2 separate regions of the Oryctolagus cuniculus genome follow, and region 1 is linked to region 2. A link is a contact called in public Micro-C data. All regions are on one chromosome and are shown on one strand. Each heading gives the region's core, a stretch centred on a gene start, on an enhancer-like site or on the middle of the called end of the contact. The rest is flanking DNA. Distances are from core to core; before and after follow the strand shown. Region 1 overlaps LDLRAD4 (low density lipoprotein receptor class A domain containing 4). Region 2 overlaps LOC127492483 (translation initiation factor IF-2).

The links. Hi-C and Micro-C count contacts between places; a contact is called where the count stands out from the background.
Region 1: a Micro-C map of ear pinna shows a contact between it and region 2, with 2.9 times the contacts expected there. The contact joins two enhancer-like sites. A contact is called at or near these places in 3 of 6 Hi-C or Micro-C datasets (ear pinna, psoas muscle and an unstated tissue).

What each region holds. Positions count from the first base shown.
Region 1 is chr10:70,532,154-70,536,736 of mOryCun1.1, forward strand. LDLRAD4 (low density lipoprotein receptor class A domain containing 4) reads left to right here. Exons shown (of 5, transcript XM_051852199.2): 4 at 2,619-2,672; 5 at 4,257-4,583. Among named protein-coding and RNA genes, the nearest start is that of FAM210A, 54 kb to the right of the region's middle. Within about 2 kb of position 1,893, at least 3 of the 8 cell types and tissues checked have an H3K27ac peak or open chromatin away from gene starts, as enhancers often do. A contact at or near this core is called in ear pinna, where this site is marked.
Region 2 is chr10:70,119,492-70,124,061 of mOryCun1.1, forward strand. It overlaps LOC127492483 (translation initiation factor IF-2), which reads left to right. Exons shown (of 7, transcript XM_070049820.1): 2 at 144-205; 3 at 1,011-1,819. Among named protein-coding and RNA genes, the nearest start is that of LDLRAD4, 170 kb to the right of the region's middle. Within about 2 kb of position 2,495, at least 5 of the 8 cell types and tissues checked have an H3K27ac peak or open chromatin away from gene starts, as enhancers often do. A contact at or near this core is called in ear pinna, where this site is marked.

The DNA.
Region 1 (4,583 bases), core at 643-3,142, 410 kb after region 2:
GGCCAGGGACACAGCCCACAGCCATGCCTTCTACTCAGTGCCAGACACTCGTTTCCTGGTCTCGGGATCTCTCTTCCGTAGGAAGTGGCTGGGGAACTTGCTGTGTTCCGCCCCCCGTCCCATGCCTTCCCTTGTACCAGGGTTCTCCCCGTGAGGACTGCCTGTCGTGACTGAAGGGGTTCAGACAGAGAGTGACTTCTCTGAGAAGGATCTTGGCTGTGGAGCGACAGGCACACAGGCACTGGCAATGCGCTGTGGAAAGGCAGCGCCTGGGAAAGCCTCCCCGCCAGCTGCCGCAGAGCCCGAGGAAGGCAGGCTGGGGTGCAGCCCTTGTATGAGTCCCGGGGAGCAATATGCACGTGTGTGTGTGCAGTGTCTAAAGCACCCAAGCAGAGAGCGCGGGGAAGCCAGTGTGACTTGACGCCAGCACCAGTTGCTGGATACGGGTGCGGGAGTTGCCTGGAGAGGAGGGGGATCCCTGCCCTTGGGGAAACCATAGAGGCCCAAGGGCCTGGGCTGACAGTGGGCACGACCTTCACGTGGTCGTGCAGAGCAGGGGCAGCAGGAGAGCCGGCTGCCCTGCTACTCAGAGTGGCAGCTACAGAAGGACCCTCAGGAGACGGGGCGTGAATGCCAGGAGCTCAGGCAGGACTGGTTGTGGTGCGGTCAGGGAGTGTGGCCGCCCCCCCCCCCCCGGAAGAGAGGTTTGGGGAGAAGCCGCTGAGCTGTGCCATGGACTGAGCAGTCTCCTTGTCAGTGGTGGCCACAGGGCCTTGTGGTGTCAGATGGCCAGGCCCTGCACTGAGGAGCACACAGGGTGCCAAGTGGTGAGGGTGGGAGCCCAAGGACAAGAAGGCAGGGCAGCCAGGAGCCAGTGTGGGGCCCTGCGCAGGTTTTTTTTTTTTTTAAGATTTATTTATTTACTTGAAAGTCAAGAGTTACACAGAGAGAAAAAGAGAGAGAGGTCTTCCATACGATGGTTCACCCCCCAACTGGCCACAATGGCCAGAGCCGCACCAATCTGAAGCCAGGAGCCTCCTCCGGCTCTCCTACATGGGTGCAGGGGCCCAAGGACTTCGGCCATCTTCTACTGCTTTCCCAGGCCATAGCAGAGAGCTGGATTGGAAAAGGAACAGCCGGGACCAGAACTGGCGCCCATATGGGACGCCGGCGCTCCAGGCCAGGGCGTCAACCCGCTGCGCCACAGCGCCGGCCCCCAGGTGCGGTGTTTTTGACCATCACCCTGCACCATGCTCTCTCTGTCACGTGTGCCTGTGGCCTGGTGCCTTCTTGGGAGCGAAAGGTTGGAACTGGACACTAAAGTCCCCAGAAGAGCAGTGACAGTGGCCCACAGGCAGGCAGAGCTGGGAGCCTTATAAAGACGTCCAGGAGAGCGCTGGCCGTGCTGTTTCCAGAGTGAGCGTGGCTGCAAGCACTAGCAGAGACCTAGCTCTTGGTCTTCATTCTGGCCACAGGGGCAGGAGCTCAAGGGGCAATGCCAGCAGCTTGGCCGTGGGGCGTGAGGGACAGCCGTCATTTGATTCTCTCTGGGCCTTCACCTGTCACCAGGCCGAGCTGTAATGGTCCATTACATAATGCTATAGTCAGACCCTTAAGCCCACACTTCCTCTTCACACAGCTGGCTCAGTTTATATTTTTGCTGTTGATTCCATGATGTCCTAGGGGTATCTTAGGAACGGATTGTATGTGGTAGACAAACACCCTGTTTAGCACCGAAGGGGGTATTTATATTAGCACGCTTACCCACAGAAAAGAACAGGGCGGACCTTTCATCCGGAGAGTTGGGGCGTTTTGCTGCCGAGACCTGGACCGAGCCTCAGTGCTCTCTCCCAAGGTCAGATGTACATTCTTCTGGGAAACCAAAAACAAGGCGTCCGGCCCCCGCTCGCTCCCCGCACAGCTCTTTACTGTGGTAACAGGCCCTTAGCTGACAGCCCACCCGACATCCGGGTTCACCAGAGGCAGCCCGAGGGCACGGTGTGAGGATTGGCCTGGAACGCTGCCCGTCGCTGGCCAGACAGTTCTGAAGAAGGACACTCGGCAGCTAGATGGCAAGTGACTCATGCCCTGGCCGTCTGCAGAGATCAGTTCACGAGAAGACGCCGGAAGGGCACTCGGCTTTGGAAACTCGGTTTTGAACTTGTGAGCTGGCCAGGGTGTGGGCGGTGCCTGGCTGCCACTGCTGCTGGCAGCGGGGCCCAGGCAGGCCTTGGGGTGCACATTTATGTGGGGCTGGTCTCTGCTCCAAAGTTGAGCGAACCCTGAAACTATCAGATAGTGGTTGAGTACGGTTGTTCGAGCACACACATGTGTAGAAGGAGCGAGTGATGGACCGATTTCCAGTCCTCATGGCCAGGATCTAAACGTTCTGATTTTCCCTTTTTGGTCACCAGCCCTTCCTCCCGGCTTCAGGCAGAGGGTGCTAAGGAGAGGATTGCCCTGTGCTTTAGGCAGATCCGCTGCTGTCTAAGGAACAATGTGATCTTTTCTAAAAGTTGTAGCTGATGTCTCTGGGTGCTGCTGCTGCTGTTACTGCGTGACACTAATGATTTTCCTCTGTTTCTTGTTCCTCCCTTCTCTCCCCTTTGCCATGCCAGGAAGGGTGCCTGTGGCCTTCAGACAGCACCGTGCCACGGCCGGGGACCTCGGAGGTAAGGGGCGGCCAGGGCAGGGCCCACCATAGTGCAGGCATGGGACCCATTGTCAGGCCCAGGAGCAGTACCTTATGGGTTAAGTGTTACCTATTGCTCAGGTTCAAGAGAGGGATTTTCTCTAGGGTCTTCAAGGGGCTGTCTGTGCCCATTTAAGATTTCTTACAGAAATCAGGTGGAGCATCACTGATCTTTGCATGATCCCCACAAAGCTTGGCGAGTGTGGGCAAAGTTCTACACACCACAGCGTGAACCATCCCATGTTTCATCCAAGTTTCACAATCTGAGACTTAAAATTGCATAGTTTGCAATTTTTTTTGCTTTGAAAGGCAGGGTGACAGAGAAAGAGAGAGATTTTCTGTCAGCTGCATCAGCTCGAGCTGAGCCAGGCTAAAGCCAGCAGCAGGAACTCCGTGGGGGTCTCCCGTGTGGGTGGCAGGGATCCAAGCACTCGGGCCATCTTCTGCTGCTTTGCCAGGCACATTAGTGAGGAGCTGGACTGGAAGTGGCAGCCAGAACTCGAACCTGTGCTCCAATGGGATGCTGGCATCATAAGGAGCAGTTTAACCTCCTGTACCACAACCCTGGCCCCCAAATAACAAATTTTTTACATTGAAAAAATATCATGTGATACAATTCAATGGCTATATATATGTGAGTGTGTGTATACATGCACATACATGTATATGCACATATGATCTGTCTTTTAGAAGAAACTTAGATGGTGGAATAAATGAGAGGATTTGTAAGAAATATACTACCTGGATTAATTTTGAAAAATCTTTAATCGAGTTCTTTGATTATAAAACATTTGACATATGAGTAAAAATAGCTATAGGAACTTTTTGTCTAGAATCGAAATAACTGGAAAAGTCTAAAGGCCAGAAAGGAAAATGAAGGTAATTTTTTGCTAGATTTTTTTTTAAAGTAACAGATGGGGCACCAGGCTTCTGTAAGTAATTAATGAATTGACCCACTGCCTGGACCTGCTGCCGGTACCGCTGTGTGACGTTGTACCTTACCTCTACTGCGTGCAGCCCCTCCTGCACTGTGCTGAATTGTAGGTTCCCGGGCTTACAGGGATCTGAGGAAGCAGGCAGCCCTGTCCTGTCCTCACACCTTAAAAAGATGTCGTGGCCTGGCCAGGTCACTTGGTAACCGGATCTGAGTACCAGCTGTGTGCTGGGCTTTTGCTCTGTGGTGTGTTTTCTGCACTCTTGGAATTACTGCCGGATTCTGTGTGAACCCTTGAGGAGTGTACACTTAGCACTCACAGTGACTCCCCCTAACCCACATTTTCCTCCAACCACAAGCCTGCATTGCTCGGCCCTGCTGGATGTACTGTGGTCTGGCAGGGTGAGTGGTCTAAGTCATGAGACCAAAGAACACTAAAATATTGTAGGATTTTGGGATTGTGTGTGTGTGTGTGTGTGTGCGTGTATTCTTTTTCTATTTTGTCTGGGAAAACAGTGTTCATTCAGAGTGGTAAGAATGCAGACCAAGCATGAATTCCCTTGAGTCTGTCACATTCCTAGGCATCAGTGTGCCAAGAGCATCTTCAGGCCTCTCCTCTTTGCCTTGCAGATCATGTATGCCCCGCGGGCCAGGGACAGGTTCACTGCCCCGGCCTTTATCCAGAGGGATCGGTTCAGCCGCTTCCAGCCCACTTACCCATATGTGCAGCACGAGATCGACCTCCCTCCCACCATCTCCCTGTCCGACGGTGAAGAGCCGCCTCCTTACCAGGGGCCCTGCACCCTGCAGCTCCGGGACCCTGAACAGCAGCTGGAACTCAACCGGGAGTCCGTGAGGGCCCCTCCCAACCGAACCATATTTGACAGTGATTTGATAGACATCTCCATGTACAACGGGGGCCCGTGCCCGCCGAGCAGCAACTCGGGCATCAGTGCA
Region 2 (4,570 bases), core at 1,245-3,744:
GCGCACATTCAACACAAACCAGTAAGTACACGCTTATCAGATATCAGATGCAGGCGGCTGGTATTGAGCACTTACCAGTCCACTTCTCATTTTAAAATGTTCACCTTAGCAGCCAGATTCAGAGCCCCCCCCCGCTCTATTAGACCCGACTCAGCAGACGCTGCCAGTTGTGACTGGGCTGAGCTGGATGTCCAAGCTGCCGAAGGTAGGTGGCAGTGTGGTCTGCTGGTTCAACTCCCAGCTCCGTGTTTAGCCAGACCCTTGTCTGTGGTCTGGGGACAAATGACCAAATCTTCGGAAGCCTCCACTTCCTCCTCTGTAAAATGGAGACAAGCTCCCAGTTATTGTGAGGACCAAACAAGACAATGCACGCAGCGCTTCCTACACAGCTCTCAGCAGAGACTAGCTGCTATCATGAAATTACCCATGAGCACCGATAAAACGCAACAGCCATTATTACCGGGAGTGGAGGGAGGAAGCAAACTCAAGAGATGCAGAACAAAGCCGACATCGCACGAAATCAAGCCACTGAGGAATGAATCACAGGTTTCCAGATTCCTCTCTGATACGATGGATGCAAGAGCTGGGCAAATCTGGGGGGAGGTTGAGAGAAGTGAAAATTGTTACCACTTTGATTAGCTGCACCTCTGTTGACCGTGAAGCCCCGTGCACTTTGGTTAGTCCGCAGGTTTAGTTTTGGCAGAGGGAACTAACTGCGGCGACTGTAATGCAATTGGGTTACCATTCTCACACGCTAGGGCAGTCACCAGCTCCCATCCAGTACGGCTGCAGGGGCTGGTGTCAGTGCTGGCAGTTGTGCGGAACACAAGGGCGCATTGTTAAGGGGAGTCGAGTCCCAAGTGGCCCTTCAAGGAGACGGGGGCACAGCGCGCTAGGAAGCATCCGTCTCCTTCCCAGCCTGAGGGCGGAATCCTGAGCGCGACCTCGCAGGTCTCCCGAGATCCCCCGCCCTGCTGCGTGTCCCGTGGCCCTCCTGCCTGTGTCCGCAGTCCCTCTGCGCGGGGCAGACACGCCGGCCCGGTCCCCGGAGACTGCCCCCGGCTCGCAGGCGCCAGGTCGGCTCCTGCGGGGGGCGCTGTCGGCAATCTCCGCGTGGCCTGGAGTTCCCGGGGCTGCCGGCGGCGGCGCGCGCCCCGCTAGCCCGAGCCCGGCGAGCCGGGGGCCGCAGCCTGGGCGCCCGCACGCTCCCCGCCTCCGGGCGCGTGTGGGCCGGGCGCGCCGGGACCCCCATCGCGCCTCCGCCGCGGCGGCCCCCCGCCCCCCGCGGCCTGGCCTCGCGCCGGGTCCCCGCGGCGGAGTGGGGAGGAGGAGGGGAGAGACTGGAGGAGTTGGCGACAGACGCAGCCTCGGCGCGCACGGTTCCGGCTGCAGACAGACGGCGGCGGGCGGCGGCTACCTCCCCCGCACGGCCGCGGCACCGCTCCCTCGGCCCCCGCCCCCAGGCAGCGGACCCGGACCGGAGGGACGAGCCCGCGAACGCGGTGGGCCCGGCCCGCCCCGCGTGCCGCCGCGGCCGGCCGGGGATCCCCTGCGAGCCGGGGAGGAGCCGCCGCCACCGCCGCCGCCAGACAGCCTGCGAGTCCCTGGGAAAGTGCAAGGGGGCGGGGAGCGCGGGGGCGGCGCGGGTGTCAGGTCCTCGGCTCTTAAAGAGCCCGGCGCGCTGCGCTCCCGGCCAGCCCGCCCGCGCCCCCCGCCGCCGCAGTCCGCGCCCCGCGCCCCTCCCCGCGGCCGGCGGGGCCGGGTGGCCCGCGAGCCGCACTGCGGGCGCTCCCCGCCCCGCTCGGAGCGGCGGCCGCAGGTGAGTGCGGACCCGGCTGGCTGCCGTGGTCGCGGCGGCTGGCCCAAGTTCACCACCGCGCTCGGGCGGGAGCGGTGGCCGAGGGGGCGGGGGACGCGGGGACTGGACGCTCCGGGAACGGGACGTCCGCGAGCCTGCGCCGTCGGAGGGGTCGGAGGGAGCGGCAGGCGCCACGCACCCTCCCAGCACGGCGCGTCCCCCGGAGACAAGGGCGCGAGGTCTGTGCGCCGGGTCGCGGGTGGGCACGGCCGGTGCCCCGGGGCGCTCGCCCAGGGAGGGGTGCTTGTGCTTGTAGCAGTCGTGTCGCTCCACCTTTACCCCCAGCCCGTTTTCTGTTCCCGGTGCCCTGGGCGCGGGCGTCCCGAGGTCGCAGGACTCTAATTCTGCAGCACTGGAAGCCAGGATGTGCGCGGGGCTGCCCCGGCAGTTGCCACCCCTTTAGGCCGCTCGCGGACCCCTGCGGGAAAGGGGACTGGAGGTCGGCGAGAAGCGGGAAGATCGCGCAGGACCTTGCCGGTAGTTTGCAGGGAGGAAGGGGGCGCGAGCGGCCCGCATCCTCGCCCTGCGTGCTGCCCCCTGCACCCCACACTCCCCAGACGCTCGGACCCGCCTTGCCCGACGTCCGCCGGGTGCCCCCGCACGCGTTGACGTCGGTCGCGGGGCCGCCCGCGCTCCCTGCATTGGCTGGGACGTGGATGTCTTGGTGGCTGCTGCTGTGCTCAGGCTGAGTCCAGAGCCCCGCAGGAAGCAGGCGTGTGCTGCATTTCTCGGTGACCCTCAGCGTGGAATAAACAGGAAGCGACGAGCACTCGGCAGGGCCGGCACTGGCCTTGTTGCGGGGTCTGCTGCCCCGCACGGCCGCCAGGAGGCTTCCTCGGACCCCTGCCCGGTGCGCAGCCCGGAGTGGGGCTGGGGCGCGCCCTGTGAGTACGCGGGCGGCTCTCAGTTGGCTCTGTGGAGGCTAATTTCGCGAGGACGGAGGGGAGGGCATTTGCCTGCTTTTAAACTTTTTTTTTTTTTTCATTTGAAAAAGGAGGAGGTTTCCCAAGGAGGCAGAGGTTTTCAGGGCAACGGGGACGCGTGGGGCTGGGGGTGGTGGGCGGCACCTGGAGAAGGCGCTTCCGGGAGCGCCCTGGTCTCCAGGTTACCTGGCAGGGCCGAGGGTCCGCCTGTCAGGACTGGGAGAGGACTCTTTAAGGGAGCAGAGCTAACTGGGGGCTGCTACCAGGCACAGGAGTGAGTGCTGAATGGCAAGGGCCACATGAAGCCAGCGTTAATTTTTGTTTTCCCCAAAGAATCTTTTAATTAGCTAGAATTGGATAATTTTGATTTGCTCCTCTTCTTTTCCTCTAACCTCCCCGCCCCCCATTCTAATTATTTTTGCCACATTCTTATCCCTGGACCCCTCAGGTGCAGGTCAGCCAGTGCTGGTTTCTCAACCTCCCTTACAGTTACTGCAGACCTACTGTGTGCTACGTTGTGGGCTGCAAGGTGGGGTTAGCTGTGTGGAACGTTGATTGCAAGAGCTTCTGTCACTAAGTTCTGAGCAGCAGAGATGACTACAGATGGTGTGCACAGCGCCGGCTCTTAAAAATAGGGTTCCGTGGCTGGCATGGAGGTTGGCGCCTTCCCGCAGAGCCAGCGCTGGGAAACTTCCCTTTAAAAATGGCCCTTTCTGCTAGTTTGGCTGGCCAAGAAGGGCATTCTCCTGTCTGTGTCTGCCCTGGAGCCTGGGCACTGAGTATTAAATTACAGGGAAGGCTCTGTAAAGTCTACACGGAGCAACTAGCACTGCATTAAGTCATGTCTGCACTCTGCAGATGAGGATTCAGTCTTCCCTTGCTCCTTAAAATTGTTTACTGTAAACTTGCCTTCGTTTTCTGTACAGTTCTCTCCCACTGTAGTTTTCGTGTGCAGTAAAGGATCCTCGTGTTGAGCTGAATTGATTGCATAGGCAGATGAGTAGATCTGAATGTCACCCATGTGCACCTACTGAATTGCGACATGTGGTTCATGATCAGCCCCTGAAATGTCATTTGATGGCCCTTGCACAAGCAGGTGCATTTTAAAACGTGGGGGTAAATGCCTCATGGTCTCTGAAAGCTTAATTCTTTTAAGAGCTCCACTTTGCTGTTGACATTGTACACACTGTTGGGAATCAGGGCTGAGACTGCGAATGCCAATAAGGGATTTGCTGTGATGGAATTGTAGCTACCTTCCCTCCCTTGTTTTAAAAGACCTTGCCAATTCCTTAACATCCTGCTGTTACCCTTGGAAGGGTTCGCCCTCCCTGGCCATGGGTCTCCCTGGGCTCGGCTTGCGTTTGCCTTGGAGAAGACTTTTCCCAGCAGTTTTTCAAGGCTGTCTCTTGAATCCTTGGGGGGGGGGGGCGGTGGGCTCAGTTTGCATGACCACAATCCTGCAGTGGCGCCCAGCCAGGACCAGCTGCTTATTAAGGGATTTTGTGCCAATTTGTTGGCACATCATTTGAGATTCAACAGTCCTCACCCCCCCACACACACCCAAGTATATACATACATAGACAAATATTTATTTTCTCCCAACTGCTGACAGTGTTTTAAGAATAGTTTTCTGAGAGCAAGGTCCTGTCTGCAGAGGTGTTTACAGTTTGGGACTGTGCTGTATGTAGTCTTGGTTGACTTAGCAGCCTGGCAAGGCAGCCTTGCCTGCTCGGGGGATGCTGTCTTTCATCCTGGCTGCTAGAGGGGCGGCTCTCCAGCCTGCCAGGAG